Regions from separate parts of the Hordeum vulgare genome. Here region 2 is linked to region 1. Evidence: chromatin contacts called from public Hi-C data. All regions are on one chromosome and are shown on one strand. Each heading gives the region's core, a stretch centred on a gene start, on an enhancer-like site or on the middle of the called end of the contact. The rest is flanking DNA. Distances are from core to core; before and after follow the strand shown.

What was found. A called contact is a pair of places that touch in the nucleus more often than the background predicts.
Region 2: a contact with region 1 is called in a Hi-C map of leaf, with 2.8 times the contacts expected there. The contact joins the promoter of LOC123449595 here to the enhancer-like site in region 1. A contact is called at or near these places in 3 of 6 Hi-C or Micro-C datasets (leaf and seedling).

The regions. Positions count from the first base shown.
Region 1 is chr4H:567,539,359-567,545,618 of MorexV3_pseudomolecules_assembly, reverse strand. No RefSeq gene overlaps it. Among protein-coding and RNA genes, the nearest start is that of LOC123447094, 14 kb to the right of the region's middle. Within about 2 kb of position 2,373, at least 3 of the 3 cell types and tissues checked have open chromatin away from gene starts, as enhancers often do. A contact at or near this core is called in leaf and seedling, where this site is marked.
Region 2 is chr4H:567,573,979-567,580,238 of MorexV3_pseudomolecules_assembly, reverse strand. It overlaps LOC123449595, which reads right to left and starts at 3,641. Exons shown (of 5, transcript XM_045126871.1): 1 at 3,473-3,641; 2 at 2,198-2,464; 3 at 1,518-1,649; 4 at 1,274-1,390; 5 at 1-542. The coding sequence starts at 2,464. The coding sequence ends at 207.

The sequences.
Region 1 (6,260 bases), core at 1,124-3,623:
CGTCTCTAACGCTTGTGCTTAATGGTCTACAAGGATATGCAAACACACTCTCCCTCTCGTAAACTAGATATCTTCATGGATAAATCTTGCGTATGCGTAGAATTTTTTATTTCCCATGCAACGTTTTCTAAAAGGTGAGACGCGTCTTGTAGCATAGCAGCCACCACCACCAAGGTAGCCAAATCAGGGAACATGGCAACCACATCCCCGCTCGGATCGAGCCCGCACCACGACTACCGCGCCCAGAGGACACCACCACCACATCAGGGCATGGGTGCCCAAATTCGTTCTGTCCACCACCGGCCCACTTCTGCCTCCACCAAACACACCGACCATCAAATATGGGGAATTTCCTATTTGACGCAGTTTGTGTTAAATAGTCGGGGCACCGCACATGCATCGACCCACACGGGCCGGGCCATTTAAAAGTAAGGCGTGCATTGTATAGATTCTTGTTTTGGGAACATTCTCGAAGGTCCACCTAGTTTTCCTAGTTTTGGGAACCTTATAAAAGTTTCCTGATCAGTTTATTTCTATTTCCGTTCCTTTTTCGTTTTTTTTCTTGATACTTTTTCCCTTTTCCCTTCATTTTTATTTTTATTTCCTTTTTTGTTAATGTTTTCTGTTTTACCTTTTCTCTTCTTTTCTTTCCTTTTTTATTTCTATTTTTTTAAAATACATTCTTATTTTTAAACATTTATAAATAAAAAAAGTTTTTTTTCAAAAATGTTCGTGTTTTTGCAATTTTGTTCAGATTTCAACAAATGTTCACGGTTACAAAATTTGTTGTTCTCTGTTTTTCACAATTTAAGCTTATTCTTATTTATTTTCCTACTTTAAGTTTATTTTCTTTATTTAAAGATATTTGTGTTTTTAAAAATGTTCAATTTTTTTATTATTTTTCTCACAATTTTTATATTTTATACACAAATGTTCTTGTTTTTGAATTTTGTACCCGAATTTCGATAATGTACGTGAATTTCAAATATTGTTTAGAATTTCAAAATAAGTACCTATTAAAAAAAATGTTGACAAATATACATGATTTTCAAAAATTGTTTGCCTAATTGAAAAAATCTTTGCCTTTTCCAACTTTTATTCAAGGTTTAAAAATTGTTCAGATGTTCAAAAAATGTTCATGAATTTTCAATTTTGTTCATAATTTTGTGAAATTTCATTGTTTCCATAAAACGTTCGCATGTTTGAAAAAATGTTTCTTTTGTGTAATTTTTGTTCTGGTTTTTAAAAAGGTTGAGAAGTTCAGAATTGTACCCCATATTTCAATTTTTGTTCACAAATTCAAAATATGTTCGAGATATTTTCAAAAATAAAATGCAAACTTGAAAGAACAAATGTTTGCTTTTTCCAAATTTTGTTAGGTGTTTCAAAAATTGTTCAGGCGTTCAATTTTTCCCCTAAATTTTCATTTTTTTCACAAATACAAAAAATGTTGTGATTTTAAAATTTCTTCTATTTCTAAAAATGTTCCAGTTTTTAATTACTTTTTCATAATGGCAGAAATTATTCGTCTGTAAAAAAAGTTCGGTAATTTCAAATAATGCTCCTGTTTTCAAAGTTTTCACAATTTCAGAAAAGTATCCAAGTTTCAAAATATGTTTAGGAATTTCAAAAATTGTTCTCGTTTTGAAAATTCATTGACCATTTCAGAAAAATGTTCGTGGTTTTAACTTTTTGTTTGCAATTTCAACAAATGTTCCTATATTTCAAAGTTTGTTTGCATTTCCAAAAATGTATAAAATAGAAAATTGTTGTATTAAAAATGTTCTGTTTGAACTTTTTTGTTTCTGAATTTCAAAAGTGTTTATATTTTCCATTTTTTCAAAACTTAAAATATTTTTATGATCTCAGAAAAAATTTGAAATTTCAAAATAAATTCACTATTTTTATAATTCGTTCTTTTTCTGAGAAATGTTAAATTTATATAAAAAAGTTGCGTTTTAGAAAATTGTTTGAGATTTGCAAGGTTGTTTGTGTTTTAATTAAGTGCGGGAATTTCAAGATAAGTTCATGATATCTGGAAATTTCAAAAATATATATTTATTGAAGGATATTTAGTTTTGATATTTGTACAGTTCTTCTAGTTTGGTGATGCATATCTGTCGCAAGAGCACTTCGATCGTGATGGTTTTCCTCGTGCGCACATCAGCGCGTTGTGGCAAGTTCGAATCCCAGTTTTCGGGGACCTATTTTATAATTTTTAACCCTTGTTCTCCTGCGCACTATAATGGGCCGGTCCAAGTAAACTGTCCTTGGGCGCTTTGCCGACTACTTGCCGCATATAGGGGGTCCCCAAATAAGGACCTGTCAATCCTCACATCCAGACCGGAATACCACAAACACATTCATCGTCGTCCGAGCACCACAACAGCGGCCATGGGCCCAGATCTGCCCATAGTTGCCGTCACGCACATGCTCGACCGCCTCGCAACAGATCGCCAGCACCACGCTTCCTTACACATCCACGATGCGCCTTCCGACACAGTCACCCCTGCTCCACCGCGCGCCCTCCAAATTGGCGCACTATATTAGCAACCTTCCAACATTATTTTTGGAAGGTTCTAAAAGAATTCTGCCAAATTTTCTTTCTCTTATTTTTATAATTCTATGTTTTAAGTATTTTTATTTTTTCAATTCATTTAACTTTTTTTCAATATTACTTAGAGTTCACAAATATTTTTAAATTTGTGAATATATCTTCTAAAATTTATGAATTTATACGTTTATGAACTCCTTAGAAAAATAATAACACTTTTTAATCCTTGAACACTATTTATTTCGCTAACTTTTCCCGAAATGGAAAAACCGGGTAGCAAAACTTTATCGTCTGAAACTTAAACAGGAGCACCAAGTACGTATTTCTTGATTCACAACGGTAGTGTGAAATACCAACCTTTTTTATTTCGGTGATCATAACCAGTGACCACCAGCGATGAGAATTTCACAACGACCTCCATTTCCCATTGTATTCCTTTGCATGAATACTGACACGGGATCCGTGGCACGTCGGTTCCCCAAACCTCTTCCTCGTAAGGATTCGTTCGATTAACATGTATTTAAAGGTCTTTTGGCAGGGATTGAGAGGGATTAGACCTCCTACAAGTCAAAATCCCCCTAAATCCCCTCCAATCCCCAAGGAAAGGGGTGTAACCAAATAAAGCCTAAGGAAATCGCTAGCGAAACATTTTTTCAAAGTACTAGAGCCAGCCAGTAGTGTGTTCAAAAATAAAAAAGAGCTAGCCGAGTAGTGTGTTCGAAAATAAAAAAGAGCCAGCCCGGTAGGTGTGACCGAACAAAATTTTGTTTGGGTCGCCTTGGTTCGAATCCTAGTCCCCACCTTTTTTTGACCAGATAACATTTTCTCTAGGGGAAAATCAACATGGCATTTTTTATAAACTTTGAAACTATGTCACATGGCATTTTATTATTATAAGAGATGACATTTTTATTTATTTAAGAAATGACATTTATTTTTATATTGAGAGATGACATTTTTTATTATCAAGAGATGACATTATTTACTTTTTATAGGGGATGCATTTTTTATGTTAAGAGATGATATTTTGATGTTAAAAGGTAGAATTTTTGTTTTATTAAGAGATGACATTTTATTACTATTTATAAGAGATGTCATTTTTATGTTAAGAGATTGCATTTTTATATTTAAAGATGTCATCTCCTATTTGAGAGATAAATTTTTTGATTATTAAGATATGACATTTTTATTAAGAGATGATATTTTTTGTTTATTGATAGATGGGATGGAATATTTTGTTTATTAAGAGATGACATTTTTGGATCATGGCATTTTCTATTTTTGGTCTATAGAAATTTTGTAATTTGCCCTGGAGGCCTGGTAGCCGAAGGGGAAGCTAAAGTGGCCGTTGGTTTGCTCGATCGCGAGCTGCCCACTGAACGAAAATGTTTGATAGTCGATCCACCATCCAGCGAATGAACCGGTCGCTCAAGTCTCCCTCCCTTGTGACCGATGTTTTTTTTTCATAGACCTTCAATTGGTAATATAACACTTTGCCATGATCCATTGAGCACTTTACGAATGGACTGGCCAAATATACGAATATCCATTTTTTCAAAGTACTACCTAAACAAAAAAAATTCAAAGTACTACCTAAACAAATTTTTTTCAAAGTACTACCTAAACATTTTTTTTTTCAAAGTACTACCTAAACAAAAAAAATTCAAAGTACTACCTAAACAAAAGAAAATTTGCGGAAACCTTCACTGAGCACTTCACGAATGGACTGGGCCAAATATACGCATTGTGTTACGAACCTGCCCACATTATTTTATTTAGGTTCTAATGATTCTGTCAGTTTTTCTTCCTCTTGTTATACTACTTTCTAAGTATTTTTATTTGTTTCGATGTCCTCTTTTTAAATTTTGTAAACGTTACTTAAAGGTCAAAAGTATTTTTGAAATTCGTGAATAGTTTTTGATATTTCATAAACATTTTGAAATCCTTAAACAATATTTATTTCACCAACTTTTCCAAAAACCGGAGGGAAAAAAACGCCAGTACCATAACAGAACCGAGCAGCCAGCGAGCAGACGACGGCCTGGAGCTGGAGTAGGCCCGAAACAATTCCTCAAAAAAAAAAAAGTAGTAGGTCCGAAACAAAAATCATCCAGTCACACCTGTGTCAATCAAATTGTCAAAGGAGGGAGGAAAAGCCAAAGCGATACTACGAAAACCAAACCATCCGCGCGCATTTTGACGCGAAGGAATGATGCTGCTCTGCTCTCTGCTCTCTGGTCTGGGTTTCTTGGATCTGTTGCTTCCTCGGTTCCATTTTGTTTCTCGGGATTCGTACGATATATCTGAACCTCTGTGCACATGGTACTCACATTCCCACAGCACACAGCAAGAACACAACACACCAACACACGCATGCCGCGATCATTGGCAGCGATCTGTAAAGAGGAGCACGCATGCATGCTTCTTCGTGCGAACAAGAAGACTTCCAGTTCAGCATATCAGCACCGGCATGAATATGATATCAGTTGCTGAAAAGCTACTCCAAGCTCTAAGAGCCTCAGCCCATTGGACACCATTAACAAATTCAAAAGATAATAAAGAGCTAACATGTTAAGAGGTTTCGAGGAACGACTGATGAGGAAGGCCGAGCCCGGTGGAGCCGACTGTGCTCGGCCATATCCGTCCACCCATTCCAGCGGGTGTTCTACGTTTTGAGCGTCGCCATGGCGGAGGCGATGCATGGGGGGCATGGCAATGGCATGGCCGCACCCGAAAAGCGGAAAGAGAAAGTGAAAAAGGGAACCAAAACCGAAAGAGATGGAAGGAGGCAAAAGGGGATCGAGGGAGACGACGGCGCCATGCCATGGCGGCACGCCGTGCCTGTGCGTGCAGGTGCAACAGGACGGGGGTGCATGCCGGACGCCGCTTCTTTTGAGCCTGCTTCTCATGCATGTCGTCCCCGCTCGCTTTGCCGGCCGGCCACGGCATTTTCATGATGCGCCATGCTCCCCGGTCTCGGGATCACCACCGGCTGCCTCGACCCCTGGCGAGCACCGCTCGTCGCGTAGCCATTCATGACCATGATCCCACCTCCCCTTCGCAATGGAGTACCTCCTGTCTGCTCCCATGTCTCCACTCCTCGCCCGTCTCTCTCGTCCTCCTTTGGCACGCTCGTCTTTCCGCTTTCTCTGATCTCGATGCTTGCACTTCTCTTCTCCCACCCAGTAGTTTATGGAATGGAAGGAATCTATCTTCTCGGCTGGCCCCGTCACATGGGACCATGGTGGCAACGAGCTCGGGGAACTGAACTTCACACTGCAGCATAGCTTCTTGTGCAACCAACCTATCTGTCCAGAGAGCCTGCTAGCTTAATTATGTTTAGCATGCGTGTGCGAGCACTGAATGCTTTTTTGAGAGATTCCGCAGTAGAGGATAGCAGCTGGCTCATTCCATGATGTCAAATCAGGTGAATGTTACTACCGTCGTGGCCGACTGATGATTGAAATTCAAGGTTTAAAATTCAGTGTCGGATCGTTCGAATTATCCTCGAATGTTTCCCGCCAAAACCGTTTGCAGCGCATGCAGTTAAGTGCTTCCTCGTCTCTGCCATGGGTTCAGAGAGGCAGGGTGACGAACTTCACGGACTCTGTCCAGCAGCCACTACTCACTACTCCAGATGCCTATGATACTTGGTGAGAAATTCACTTTCGCACACAAAATTCACGGCACATGCATGCAATCCTCA
Region 2 (6,260 bases), core at 2,392-4,891, 33 kb before region 1:
AATGGATTGTCAACGTACAACTGATGTATAACAAGCATTGAAGCATAAGCATCAACCTCAGTTTTGAGTTTTGAGATGCAGCAAGTCCTTTCCCCCAATGATGAAGTAACACAAAAATAGATATCGTTGTGCATGTAAAAATATTATTGCGAGCTCTCACATGAAGAAATGCCCCCAAACTTTATATGCATCATTGCTTGCTTGCGCTAACGGGGCAGGTCGAACAGCTCAGGCAGATGCGCGTTTGTGAGCTTGGTCCTCTTAGTGATCTCTTTCTGCTTCTTCTTGGCCTTCGGCTTTGGTCGCTGGCCATGGATCTGTGCCGCTGCACGCCGCTTGGTCGTGTCGGTTGCTGGCTTGTGGCCGTTCTTCAGGAGCTCCTTCTCGATGTCAATCATGTCTCGTGGCAGCTCTATCTCCCGGTACAGCTGCTTCAAGTCGGCATCGAGCTTGATCTTCGATTTGGGATCATTTGGGTACACAATGTCTTCCTGGGAGTCCATGCTTGATAGCCACCAGACGTCACCTGAGGCTTTGAGAGCCTGTAAGCAGAAAAGAAATTTCAGCTGTATACATCAGATATCTGGGCTGAATTCCTAGTTCGCTTACACATTTGCAATAAAGAGCAAAAGCTACAAGTACACAAAGTAACACCAATAGTTAACACTGATCAGTAAGCGATCTGCCTAGTTCCAATATACTTGGAACTAGCTTGTCCTGTTTTGCTGTTCTATTTGTCTGCAGAAAAGAACCACCTCTAGGAACCAAGTAATTTCACTGATTCATTATGGCTGTGTTCCATCAGACACCAGGAAACACTGTTTCCAATCAAGCAAATTGCCGGTCATGGGACACATCAACTTCATATATACCTCACTGGTTCAGGCTAACCAAATATAAAAAAATGTGCTTAGTAAAAGGGCTGTGCTCTTGTGTACAGTGCATCAACTTCGATTATTTACTAGCAGTCAAGTAATCAACAGTTGAAATATTTCAAAAACCACTACAAGCGCACACAAAGGCAACAACTAACATTAAAATTTAACCTCCATAGAATGGAAGCTTAGATAACTGTACTTCTAAATATACATAAACAAAAGCAAGGCTCGCTAAAAGATCCCAACATTAAAATCTCGAACCTCTGTACATAAGACTACTTGGTTTCTGAACACAGATACAGTTATTTCCACCATCAAATTTGATACACAGCATGGAAAATAATGTAGCACCTACCAGATTTCTCAAAATCTTAAACCAATATGAATTTAGTCACCTGTAGATCATCCAATACAGTTGGATATGAATCCTTGACCTCCACAACAGGAAGACCCTCGGGAAATCTTCTGATCAAATGAAGCAATTGATCTTTCCCCTTCAAATCATGCTTGGACTGTATAATTTCAAATGCCAGGTCAATATGCAACCTAATATGAGATGAAAGACAGAAGTCTTCCGCGAAGGAAAAAACAGGTACTTCATATATCAATGTGTAATAAAATAATCCTCGATGCAATTACCTTGTAAGAGAAACGCTTCCCATCAAATTGTACTTTGGGATTGTTCGTCAGGCTATCAAAGACTGCCTTGTTACTATTAATCGCAACATATGTTGCTTCATTTATTTGCTCTGCTGTATAAGCAAGTCTTGTCTGCAGGTTCACAAGAAAAGAGGAGTATTATTTTACATGGAACACATTATAACATATATTTCAGGACAAAAACTGTAAGAGAACACTCTTTTTGTTACCGTACTACGAAGTCTGTCATTAATATAATAAGCTGAAAGAAACACGAATTAAACATGTGAAATAAGGTGCAGAACCATTTATTCAGGCTTGAATAAATATCTCTATTTTTGCGTTAGGACCACCGGTATCTGATAATTGAGAGTGCAATTATATACTATTTGTCACTAAAAGCAACAGTAATATTATATGACATCACTGCTCTGGTCATTTACTATTACCCAGAGAAAATTAGCACTGTGAAGTTTTCTCTAACCCAAAGACAACATAAGCAATAGCGGAACTTATCCAACAAATCACTTATTGTCCTATAAGGCTCAGTTAACAACTTGTTTTGCATGATAAATAATACTTGCAATTTTGCAAGGCCAAACAGAGAACAGAGAAACCTATCACTACGGGACAGAATAACTGAATATGAGGACCATCAAGTTGAGCTTTCCGCAAATTACCTTGTAAAGCAGTTCAATAACTAATTTGATCTGTGCTCCGACAGGAGACTTCCTCACTGAATTGATGTGTTGAAGCCTTTCTGTATCATTTGAGAATTTAATGGCCTGTATCTGTTTTGCTGGAGCTGACGGAGCATTTGCTGGTCTAGACCTTGGAGCATTGTGGGATTTTGTGGTTGAAGCTTGGGTTGCAGCAATGCTGGATAGAGTTGTCTGGCATCTCTCCTGCTGTTGTTTAAATTTGCTGAGGCGTTCATTAAGAGCCATCTGGACCAAAGATTGGCAATACTTGGTTAATGATATGGCACCCAACAACATACACAATTAGATGGAAAAGGAACCCAAGTATCTGTTTGATCTGAGCAAAACCAACATAACAAGAAATGCACAAATTAAACTTGCCACATTGGTTTCAACTTCAATATTTTTCTCATAAACAATGATCATAAAATTAGGAATAGTAAGTTTAAGGAGATCCTAACTACACAATACCCTGTCATTGCTACGTGTATGCACAATCAGGTAGATATAACAAAGCATATCATATGTTCCTTTTCTGCATCATTTTGCACTTCACTGTGTCCTTATGAATTGACATTAGCATTGCAACAAGCTTTCCTCTGCAACTCATGAGTTAAGCCTGTTGCTCTGTATTCTCCTTTGTTGATCCAGCTTAAGTGTTGAACCCTCTTAAAACTTGGATTTTGTTGCGTAATGGATTATTTTCTTGTCCGACTCTAGTGGGGAACGGTTTAAATCCCATGTCGCTGTGGTTGAGGTAGTGATACTAAAACAGAGGAATTATGTTCAGGTCACATGTGTTCTGGCGTGATGCACCCTCTATCTAACATATCTAAGTATTAGAGTTCTACTCAAGCAATCCACTAAGATCAGTCTCTGATGTTAGATTAAATGAGAATGCACATCATTCACCATATACTCAGCATCAAATTCTGCTGCGAAATATCCACAAAACACATAAGTGGTAGCTAATTACTGAATGGGTCCGTACAGCATCAACCCAAAACCAACATCACAATTCGGGGCATTTCGCCAAAAAAAAAAAACGCAGCTAAGAAAGGGGGGCGATCACTCGTTCCAATACGATTCGATCCCTATACGATCCTACTAAATCCCGTCCAAGATCCCCCGATCCCGATCGCGATTCAGCCTACGAGACCAAATCTCAACCCGGGGAAAGCAATCAAGTCGGGTCAAATCAAGCAACGGACAACTGATGGACGCGGGGAGGTCCGGAGAGTGGGGAGCCCGTACTGGATCCGCGGCGGCAGGGCCGATCCGGCGAGCTCGGCGCGCCCTTCGGCGATATGCCGGCGACGGAGCGGCGGAGGGGCCCGGCGGCGATGCGCTGGGGGGGCTAGGGTCGAGGGAGGGAGGGAGACGGACGCTGCTGCCTCGCCTAATTTCTCTCTTGTGCTAGCGCTGCGCCGCCTGGTACATCACCGCATATGAGGACGGGAAATGGTGGGAGTGGTGGGCTGACATGGGCCTGAATGGGCTAAAGTGGGGGATGTTTCTGGGGAGCCCGGCGGACTGGCTCCTTCTCGGTACCTCCATTATGTGAGCAAATCTTCTTTTTTTCTTGCATTTCAGCTGAGCAAAAGCGTGGTGGGTGAGAGATATGGCCGATGGCGACGGCGCACTGGCTCCTTCGCGATACCTCCTTTCGACAAAACGACGTATGTGCTCTTGAGTCTAATGTTTATTTTTCAGTGAGAAATCTTTTGTTTTTGATATAGCTCACCATGCACACGTCCAATGGTCATTTTTGGGTCATGAGCAGTAGCAGATCTAGCCCAATGGGTCAGGGTGGGCCAAGAGTAGAATTGTTCATTTAAATTATGTTTTCATAATATTTTGAATATTTTTTCCTATGATATAAAGCCACTGGAAAAATCCAAAAGTGGGTCGTGGCCCACCCTGTTCACCCTATACCTCCGCCACTGGTCATAAGGCATACCCAGGCGCCCCTGATTCAATGACAAAGCATGCCTAGCTAGATTATGAGACTTGTAAGTTAAACTTAATCACATGAAATAGGAGTACTCTTCCATGTTATAATTTTCTTAGCCACTCAACCGTGTCTAGGCCTAACCGTGTCAGCCCATTGAACCATAATCACACATCATGAAATACTATTAGCACACTGGTGGTACTCTATGATTCAACGACGATTCACGACCATAATCATATGAAATAGAGGTACTCTTCCATGTTATAATTTTCTTGGCCACTCAACCATATCAATTAACTGGAGATTCTTGGGAGGGTGATTTGCATATTAGATTTTGGACATGTTCTTTTTTGTTTGTGTGTGTGTGTGGGGGGGGGGGGGGGGGGGGGGTAAAGACAAGTTTTATTGATCGAAAATTACATAATGTGGGGTACATTTTGGTCATGGGTTGGTCAAACCGCACGTGACGTCCCTGTCCTGGGGTAAACAAAAACTTGACTAGACTATATTCTTCATAATTCACAACACAACCTTCAAAAGTAAAAGTACACTTAAAAGTAATTGAACGAGAGTTGATCTCACTAATAGTGGTGCCATAACATCCTTGGTTGCCCTTGGCGATGTCTCCCACCACTTGTTTTAGTATCAAAAGCAATGATGAATTGTTGTAGGTGAAGATCCTCTGCAACTGCTAACGCCTTCCGACAGGCGGTGGCCTCAACTTGCCACATCAAACAAGTCATTTATCACAACAGCCGAACTACCTAGATAGTTGACGCTGCAATCACGGCATACTATAGGTGTTGAACCTCCCGTTGACTCTCTGACGCTCGCGTTGACATGAAATTTGGCATAGCCCAATGGTGATACCTTTGGTCGGCGAGGTTTTTGGACGGGTCCATACCGTGACATGCTTGTTGGGTTGGGACACAATGCCGTCAAGAAGGCTCTAAGTATTTGAACTATTATTTTATGGACGCTATTTAACACGCAAGTCAACAAACGTCGACCAAACACACACCCATATGTGACGTTGCACATAACTATTGGATTTGTCCAACTAAGACTTCTAGATGTTCCTTAGAGTGGGTTTCTTTTCACTTTTCTGTTTTTCTTTTACGTTTCTTTTCCTTTGATTTTATTTCCTTTTTCTTCTTTTTATACTTCACGTACATTTTTTAAATTTAGGATCTTTTTAAAAATACATCAACTTGTTTTGATCCATGATTTTTTTGATAGTGTGAGCAATTTTAGAAATTTCTAGGAAAATTTAATGGAAAATATTCTTGATTCGCTAATTATTTCTGAAATTTAGTATTTTTTAAGTTTATAAACATTTTTTGCAATCTGGCAACATTTTTTATGCGGAAAATCTTTGAAATTCATGGTCATTTTCAGAATTCACAGTCGTCTTTTGGAATATGATTGATTTAATTATTTTTCAATTCTTTAACATTTTTTGAATTTCTTGGATATTTTTTAATCCTTGATTTTTTAAATCCAAAACATTTTTTGAAATTTCTTAAGATATTTGAAAGTTCATGAACTTTTCTAAATTCAAATTATTCTTTGAATTCATGAGTATTTTTGAATTCATGAAGATCTTTTGAAAGTCGAAATAGTTTTTGAATCCCAAGCATTTTTTGAATTTATGAAGATTTATTAAAATTGTGTGAACGGTTTTGGAAGTTAAGAAGGCACAAACAGGAAAACAACGCTCGCGCCCTCACACTAGATCGGCCCATGTGCGTCGGGGGTACGCGTTTGCTAGCCTACCGTCACCCTATGTGGGGACTAGGAGGTCTCCTCTATAGCAAAAATATCATGATTTTGGACCAGCTAGGCAAGCAAACATGCAATTACGTCAAAAAGGCAAAGGAAAAAAAGATCGAGAGAAGTGAGAAACGCCATTTCTACACAGCAAAAAGACATTTGTGTCAAAAAGGTAACAAAAAAGATAAATAAAAGTGAGAAAAGATCATTCATATACAACAAAAATGCACTTGTGTCAATGGTAATGAAACATGATACCCCATATATCGAAAAGACACTTATATCAAAGGGTATGTAGCTACCACCATGCATAGA